2 separate regions of the Mus musculus genome follow, and region 1 is linked to region 2. Evidence: chromatin contacts called from public HiChIP or PLAC-seq data. All regions are on one chromosome and are shown on one strand. The core of a region is the stretch at or near the end of the contact, and the rest is flanking DNA. Distances in the headings are between cores, read along the strand shown. Region 1 has its middle 64 kb from the start of Gm20759. Region 2 has its middle 12 kb from the start of Tbx2.

Region 1 (3,882 bases), core at 1,012-3,511, 120 kb before region 2:
GACCAAATGGGCATCTATTTGGTAAGCTCTTGGAGATTACTGAGTGTAGTTTCTTGTTATTTTTCTTCCCAACAATCCTAATATTAGGCTAAAGGATACAAAAAGAGGCCCTGAGTTGTGCGTGGTTCAGTGGATGAGGATGCTTGTTGCTAAACCTAATAACCTGGGTTTAATTTCTGGGTACCGCATGCTCTCTATCTATATTTCTATACCCATTTCTATGTCTATATCTATCTCTCATACACACACATAAGTAAATATAATATTTTAAAAAAGAGTCCAACACCCAAACACAGACTGCTCGTTCCTTTTCTGCTATGAAATTGCATGTTAGGTACTAAAATCCTCTGCTCCCTTTAATGAGAACAAATAGAACTGGGGGTTAGCTCACCCCCAGATGGGATCTCTGCTCCCCGTCTTCATACCCCCATATGCCACCCCATCAACTAATATCTCTAAGACACAGCAGCATCCCTCATGAATGATGCTCCCACTGTCACTGGGGAGTGGGTCAGTGATGGCTGGTTTCTTAGAGCAGGGACTGTGCTGGGTAAAAGGTACCCAGGTCTCCAGCTAGTGTCCGCTGTGGTTTTCTAACATGTTCTTTACTTTATTCTTCTTAAGGGTTCCCTCCCAGCGATGCCTCTCACACATCTAAAAGCAGCTTTTAGCCTTGACTAGCAGTGAAGCTGCCTGCAGATGCATTTTTCTTAAAATGAGCATAGAAATGGTTTAAAAAAAAAAAAAAAACAACAACAAACCTGTCAGGCGTCAAGCAGCCTCACAAATCATTTTTACATGGCTTCCTGCATCTTTGTTTCTAGCAAATCCCTTAACGGGAGGGTGACTCATTGTGTATTTCTTCAAAGAAACGATTTTGCAGGTAGTTGACGTGATTGGGAGAAAGAGTTTTAAATGAGTCGTGTGTTTATTCTGGGGGAGTTGTTGTTTGTTACCTGTGGCCATTAGCTTGATATCTAAACTGCTGGCAATCTCTGGAGTTAGCATCTGTCTGGGCAGCCCTGTAAACCCGGCCCCACGGCCTGACTGCTCAGTGCCTGGCTGCTGTCGCAGCGCCCCATTAGCTGTTCATAAATGCCCTTGCTCCCACTAACCCAAGAACTGATCGCACCTTAGTTTACAAACAGGAACTCTGTGGCACCACATCAGCTTCAAAAGCAGAAACCCCACAGACACCACAAAATTATTTATCTTCCCTCCATGTTGTACTTTTGAAATAAACCCATGTAGGTGACATTTTGATGGCGAGTGCCTCCGAGTTAAAACATAAACAGATCTACACAGCCAAAAACCTCACATTTATCCTCATTTTATTAGGCAGGTGGTGTACACAGCAGCCGATTCCCGCTCAGGTTTTACACGTACTTCATGTGTGTTTCTCCAAAAAACAGGAGTTCCTCTGTCAGAAGTGTGGAGGTGGACGCTGGGTGACGGGGATACTGCAATTTCTGCTCCCGGCAGATGTGATTTACAGGTCCTTAAGATGCCAGGGTTCTCTTTGTCTTTTACATTGCAATTTATAGCCAAGGAATTTCCGAGTTTCCCTTCCTCTTGCTGAACAGTCTGAACAAACAAACGGTGTGCACTCGGGGTCTGTTTCCCAGCCCACTTTCCAGGCACTGGTCTTATTTTTCCTCCCCTGACCTCACGTGTGACATAAACTGGGTTCTGCGTTGAGTTGTTTGAACCCAGAAGGCAGGCACATCGTGGAAAACTTAACTGGTGAGAATGAGCTTTTGTGTTGTTGGGTTTTTTTTTGTTGTTGTTGTTTTTCTTAAAACTATGCCTCAGAGTGACCGGTCTGATAAAACCCAATATTCTCAATACAAGGGGCAAGGAGGGACTCTTAGTGCCCCACACATGCCCCACTTCCCAATACATCTTTGATACACTTAAAGAATGAAGATTTTCCTTTTTTTTTTTTTTAGATGTTTGCCCTTGAAGTTAAAAATAAACTATATCACAACATGAAGAAAACTGTGTGGAAAAATAATAGAATGGAGGCCTCTTGCTACTGTCTAGGTGCGGGAACCCAGTAGTTCCCATTTCCAGCTGCTTCTGTATATTGTACTGTATGCATACTTTAACAATATGGACTTTCAATATGTATTTTTTATCTGAACGGTACAATGCTACGCATATTCTCACGAAGCTTGCTTTGTTTCTCTCCATATTCCAACCCATGCAGATTCGACTCCTTCACTTCCTCTCTGAGACAGTATCATGTCCAGCCACCCTATGAGAACCCATGTATGAACTTCCTGTTGGTGAGGACAGCCTCCTTGCTGCCCCTTGCTACTGTGAACATTCCTGTGCCTGTGTTTCATACACACATTGTAAACATTTCTCTGGGCCGTATCCTGACCAGAGACCGAATGTTCACTGCTTCAATTATCAGTGGAGTCTCCAAGGGGGAGGGACAAAGTTACTGTCCATCCTGAGGGCCTGTTTCATTATCTTCCCAACACTCTGGTTACAAGGCCTTTTTATGTTAGCTAATCTGATGCAGGACGAGTACCTCATTTCCCTGTTTACTTAGTGAGGTTTGGTGTCTATTTCTTTATTGACCACTGTGGTTTTCATCTTTTGTGAAGTTTACGTTTGTAACTCTGTGTCTAGGCGGCATGGCCTTTTTCGGCCTTGTCTGTAGAGATTCTCTGTAAAACCTGAGCCCTTGTTCTTGACTGGGTCTCTGTGTTTCAGATATCTTTCCCTAGGTTCCTTTTCCTCTTTCCTGTGGTGTGTCACTGATAAACTTGAGCCTTTCAAAGCAGTCAAGTAATCTCTTTCTCATCTGTGTACGCATTTGTGTCTTAATGACTTTGACTTTATGCTATGTCATCACTTCAGGTGGGACAGATGTCCCTTCCTTGTTTCCTTCAAAATGATGATGCCCTTGGATTTATGGATGTATTTCTTATTCTTGCTCCTGGCTTTTCTAGTTAGATGCCTTGGCTTTGAATATCAGTTTCTAGACATCTGATGATTTCCACAGACACACTGAAGATCTTTCTGGAGTGCAGACTGCAGCAGCCATCTCTCCCCTGACCCTGCCTCTCTTCCCTCTGTATAGTTCAGCCCCACTTTGGCCATTTCTGACTTTCAGAGTGTATCCCTCCACATAGCTGGCTAAATAACTGGTCAGAGAAAAATATCAAAGAACTTCAACTCTGTGTGGTTGATTTTCAGTACTAGGAATCAAACCCTCTAGCCTTGAAGAGTAGGCACACACTCTACCAACCAAGCTCAACCAGCCCGAAAACTGGACAAGAGACAAAGAGTGCTTTAAGACAGCAGAGCTTGCCAGCTGTCTCCAGGTGTCAGGGTCCCCACCTGTAGCCTATTAGGGTTTTTATAAGGGTTACAGGGTAAGTATCTCTATGTCAATAGTAAGCACCATGCTAGAGAAATCTAGGCTTTGTGGATTGGGGACAGCTTCCCAGAGCAGGAGAGGCCTTGGCTGAGACTTTGAGATCACATAGCAGGTAAGGGTAATGAAGAGAGATGTGGGGTCTGGACAAGGAATAGGGACTGGGAGCTGCTTAATAATTATGGAATGACGCCCCTTAGGTTGTTTGCTATGGTGTCTTGTTGGCTTGGTATTTGTCTGTCTTGCATTGTTTTGCAAACAGGGTCTCCCTAGGTGTTCCAGACTAGCCTGGGACTTTAGATCCTCCTGTCTCAGCTCCTTGGTATTGGGAATACATGTGTGTGCCACCAATCCCAGCTGGGGCTGTCCTAGGCTTTGAGCTTGGATTTCAGTCCCCCAAGACCCTCTCAGGGTCCCCCAAGGGCAACCCGATTTCCTTTGTAATACTATGGTGTGTTTGGCCCTCCTCAGCCTTTTAACCTTTGCCTTCA
Region 2 (3,759 bases), core at 602-3,101:
TCATGAGAAAGTACTCTGAATACCATCAAGCCTTCAGTTCAGGGAAGGATTGAGCCCATGTAAATAGCCCAGATCTAGGGGATACCCTTTAGGAAGGGGCCTCAGAAGACCCTCCACTGGTACCGTTTTCTCTCCTTGGGGAGAACCTGCATTCAGTCTGTCAGCAACCCCATGGTGCTGGAGGCCAGAGTCACCTCACAACCCATAGGATGTGCCCCCTCCCAACTGTGCTTGGTGGGAAGGTTGAACTGTGACAGCCACATCCCACAGGGACTGGAGGCAGCTGGAGCCAGCTGGTTCCCCGAGGGTTTCAGAACCTGGAATGCTATTTCCTAATCGGGAATTCATCCAGGCCACCAATCCTGACCCCAGTCCAAGAAGCTTAGCAACAGTCAAAGTTCCCAAGGTCTGTGAGTGGCTCTGCCTATGTCTCAGGCCCAGGTTCCTCAAGGGTTAGGTCCTTGTTCAGGAGCCTTTGATGTCGGGGAGGGGAACGTTTCAACTAGTCTCTCACATATCACTTTGGGTTTGGTCCACACCATTTACTTTGCCAACCGGGATCCTGGAGCTCAGAAAAGAGAGTCGTACTGTTCAGGATCTCATGGCTAGAGGCAAAGGTTGGCTTTGAACTTCTCATTCAGTTTTCCTACTGAACATCTGCTTTGCAATAGATGGGCATCAAGTGACTGTTAGATTACCAAAGGTCTCATCCTATCCTCTGGTATGCCTTGAAGGTGCCGAGACTCTGGCTGGGGGGAGGCAACAAGTTGCTGGCTAAGGAAGAGATGCAAGACTGATGGGAACTGGGCAGGTTTCTATCCGTGTGCTCTTAAAAAGCGTATGTAGACTTATTCTGCCCGTTTGTCGAGCTGCTGGCATCTTTGGTACTTAGCTCCCCCAAATTTTCCCCACTCTGAGTGTGCCATTTGTTAGTGATCAGGTTTCCCCTCTTTACCCACGAGCATCCGACTCAAACCTGACTCAAACTCTGGTGGCTCACTTCTGAGTCCTTCTTACTTAGCATCTTCGGGAACTACTGAAGACCCAAAGCCTCCTCAAGACCTTTGGTTGTCTTGTAAGATTTAACCCTTGGTCCTCAAGTGCACTGGTCCCTGGTGCATACCTAACAGTCTCTTCGTGTGACCTTGAGGAGCTGAGGAGGTGGAGGTAGGAGCTGAGGAATGTCTTAGCCAACACTTACACCCAAGCTTGCATGGTTCAGTGGAGCTTCACACTCCAAAAGGGCCAGAGGCGTGTTTTCCAGTGCTCATAGATCCCAGCCCTGACTGTGTTTCCAAGAGGCCAGGAAAGCCAGAGGCAAGCGCCTTCCCTGTCCCAAGAAGAATCTGAGTCCAGCCAGGCACATCGAAGACCATAGCTTCTAGGAGCTGGCACTGCAGGGCAGCTCCAAGAGAAAAACCCACATTAAGTTTTGAGCTCCCTCGTCGGTGCCCGCAGTCGGCAGCCCACTCAAGTCCCTGGGCCTGGACCTACAGTGGATCTGAGATCCCTCTCCGTGCCCATTTCTCTGGACTCACTGCACCTTGGGCTCTGGCAGGGAGTGCTGGCCGGCTGCTTGACCGGGCCCTGTCCTGGAGCGCCATCTCGTGGGAACGTGGGGAGTTCCTGAGGCCTGGGACCTGGGAAGGCTCCCGAGTCCGGAGCAGCCAAGTGAGTTCGGGGTCCTTAGCCCATCAAACCCGATGGACAGACACGCACCCCAAGGGAGCCTAAAAGAAACTCGGAGGGGAAAACAGTCATCCGGGCACCAACACTTTCCCTGGTGGGTAACTTGTCTGCTCTCCAGAGGACGCGACACAATGCCCTGAGATCACCCGGAGCGCCCAGCCCCCTCCAACGCACGGGGTCGTTCTCCCCGCTGACTCTTGATCGTTGGCTGGACTCAGCCTACCGGGAGAGTGTTCCAAACTTCTCGGTCAAGGGCGGAGAGGCGGAAGGAGAATGGGAAAAGGAAACGAAGTTGGATTTAGGGTCGCTCCCAAGGTAGGAAGGAGGGCTCAGAGTTGCAATTCTGATCTCTCCCAAACCGTTCCCTCCGCGGCGGCCTTCACCTAGAGAAGCGGGGGGCGGGGCCAGAGCCCAGGCGGGGCGGGGCCCGAGCTCAGGCGGGACGGGATCGCTGTCGCGCCGCGGCGTGCTCCTCCCCGCGTCAGTGAATCCACAGTGGGCTGGGGAGGCTGAACCCGGTTCAACGCCCTCCAGGAGGACAGGGCCTTCTGCCGAGGCTCAGAAGCTCTGCACCGCAGCGGGAAGTTTGGAAGGAAGAAATGGCTCGAGGGTTCGGAAGCCTCGGATTAACCGCGTGGAAAATGCAGTGTCCAACATCTCGGAATCTATTCAGTTGCGCTGCTAGGGGTCTCACGAAGGCTCCAAATGCTGAATCTTCGAGTTCTCGGGTGTTATCACACCCAGTCCTAAACCAGCACAGTTCTCTAAGACCCCACACTCCCCATTGAGTCTCTTGGCGACACGCTTGGTCACCCACTTAACAGACCTCAGAGGCCCCTTGGTCACCCACTTAACAGACCTCAGAGGCCCCTTGGTCACCCACTTAACAGACCTCAGAAGCCCCTCGATACCCATCGCTCACACACTCCTCTCTGCTGACGGATTTGCCATCCAATGGCCCTGGTTGGGCAGGTCCTGAAGGGTTAAGGCAGCGGGTACACGGGCGCTTGAGCTAATTGGCGACCCCCAGAGACAATGAAGACTGGAAGGCTGGGAAGGCTGGTGGCTTAATTGGGCCTGGGAGTGGCCAGGCCTTTGTCTGGGACAAGGCCCAGCCCGTCAGCTGCAGGATTCCCCAAGCCGCACTTGGCCTTGCAGCTGGGGCCCAGCGGAGCACTGTAGTGGCAATCCCGGGAGGGGGGTGTGTACGGCCGAAAGCAGGGGAGCGGGAGGATTCTCCAAGCCGCGCTGCAGGCTCGGAAATAACACCAGACCCGAGTTGCTGCGGCCCTGCCCACCACCGCGTGTGCTGCCCCCTGGTGTCCGCAGGCCGAGGGGGCCCCACAGCCAAACTCTCGGCATTCTTTCCTGGTTGAAAGCGAGAGGCAGCAAGATGCCAGTGCACACGTTGCTTTGGGATTTTTTATTTTTATTTTTTACGGGGAGTTTCAACCCAAAGTGACCTCAAATAAACGTAGAGATAGGGAGAGACTCTATGCGAAGTAGGGAGGGACTTTCCTTGTTCCTGCTTGGTTCGTGAACCACATTGCCTAATCAGTCCAGGCGGAGCAGAACAGGGGAGCCATAGCTCACCTACGGTTGGGATGAGACCATCTACACACAGGCACGCACACGCACGCGCGCGCACACTCCACACTCTCTACCCAGGGAAACTTGAGGCAGCCCTGTCTCAGAGGAGTTGGACAAAGTTTTTTCCTTGTAAGTGTGTCAGCCCAGGAAGGTGTTCGGAGCATTAGGAGTTCCTGAAACTTTCAAGTCTACCTACATCTTCACTCTGCCCTTCAAATCATTGCTGATGTCCCCGGGCGAGTGGAAAGTCATACACGCCCCAGAGGTTCACAATGTCTAACAAGGCAATCTTTTGGGGTTGGACGTCAAAACCTCCTGGACTTAAAGGGATGAAGACGGGGTGCTCAACGACCACAAATCCAGAGACATGTAATCAGCTCCCGGAGGCACCTGCCAGCTGGATGAGGTTACTAGCTGTGGCCTTCTGGAGCGGCGTGGATGGGAGCTCTCCTTAACAGAGGGGGTCTTAGGGAAGCACCA

The links. HiChIP or PLAC-seq counts read pairs in DNA pulled down with a chosen protein or histone mark.
Region 1: a contact with region 2 is called in an H3K4me3 HiChIP or PLAC-seq map of bone marrow-derived macrophages, with 3 times the contacts expected there. The contact joins two enhancer-like sites. A contact is called at or near these places in 22 of 39 promoter capture datasets (the 3T3-L1 cell line, 3T3-L1-derived adipocytes, the C10 cell line and 13 more), 6 of 15 datasets of contacts at CTCF or cohesin (CD8 T cells, the G1E-ER4 cell line, the NIH/3T3 cell line and 1 more), 250 of 484 Hi-C or Micro-C datasets (2-cell embryo, 3T3-L1-derived adipocytes, the 63-12 cell line and 132 more), 53 of 115 datasets of contacts at active chromatin or transcription factors (the 230-238 cell line, CD8 T cells, the NIH/3T3 cell line and 33 more) and 5 of 9 other capture datasets (adipose tissue, embryonic stem cells, liver and 2 more).

What each region holds. Positions count from the first base shown.
Region 1 is chr11:85,958,885-85,962,766 of GRCm38.p6, reverse strand. No RefSeq gene overlaps it. Among named protein-coding and RNA genes, the nearest start is that of Gm20759, 64 kb to the left of the region's middle. RefSeq lists an enhancer at 1-1,829. Within about 2 kb of position 2,261, at least 10 of the 459 cell types and tissues checked have an H3K27ac peak or open chromatin away from gene starts, as enhancers often do. A contact at or near this core is called in the HPC-7 cell line, bone marrow-derived macrophages and embryonic limb bud, where this site is marked.
Region 2 is chr11:85,842,658-85,846,416 of GRCm38.p6, reverse strand. No RefSeq gene overlaps it. Among named protein-coding and RNA genes, the nearest start is that of Tbx2, 12 kb to the right of the region's middle. Within about 2 kb of position 1,851, at least 171 of the 459 cell types and tissues checked have an H3K27ac peak or open chromatin away from gene starts, as enhancers often do. A contact at or near this core is called in the HPC-7 cell line, bone marrow-derived macrophages and embryonic limb bud, where this site is marked.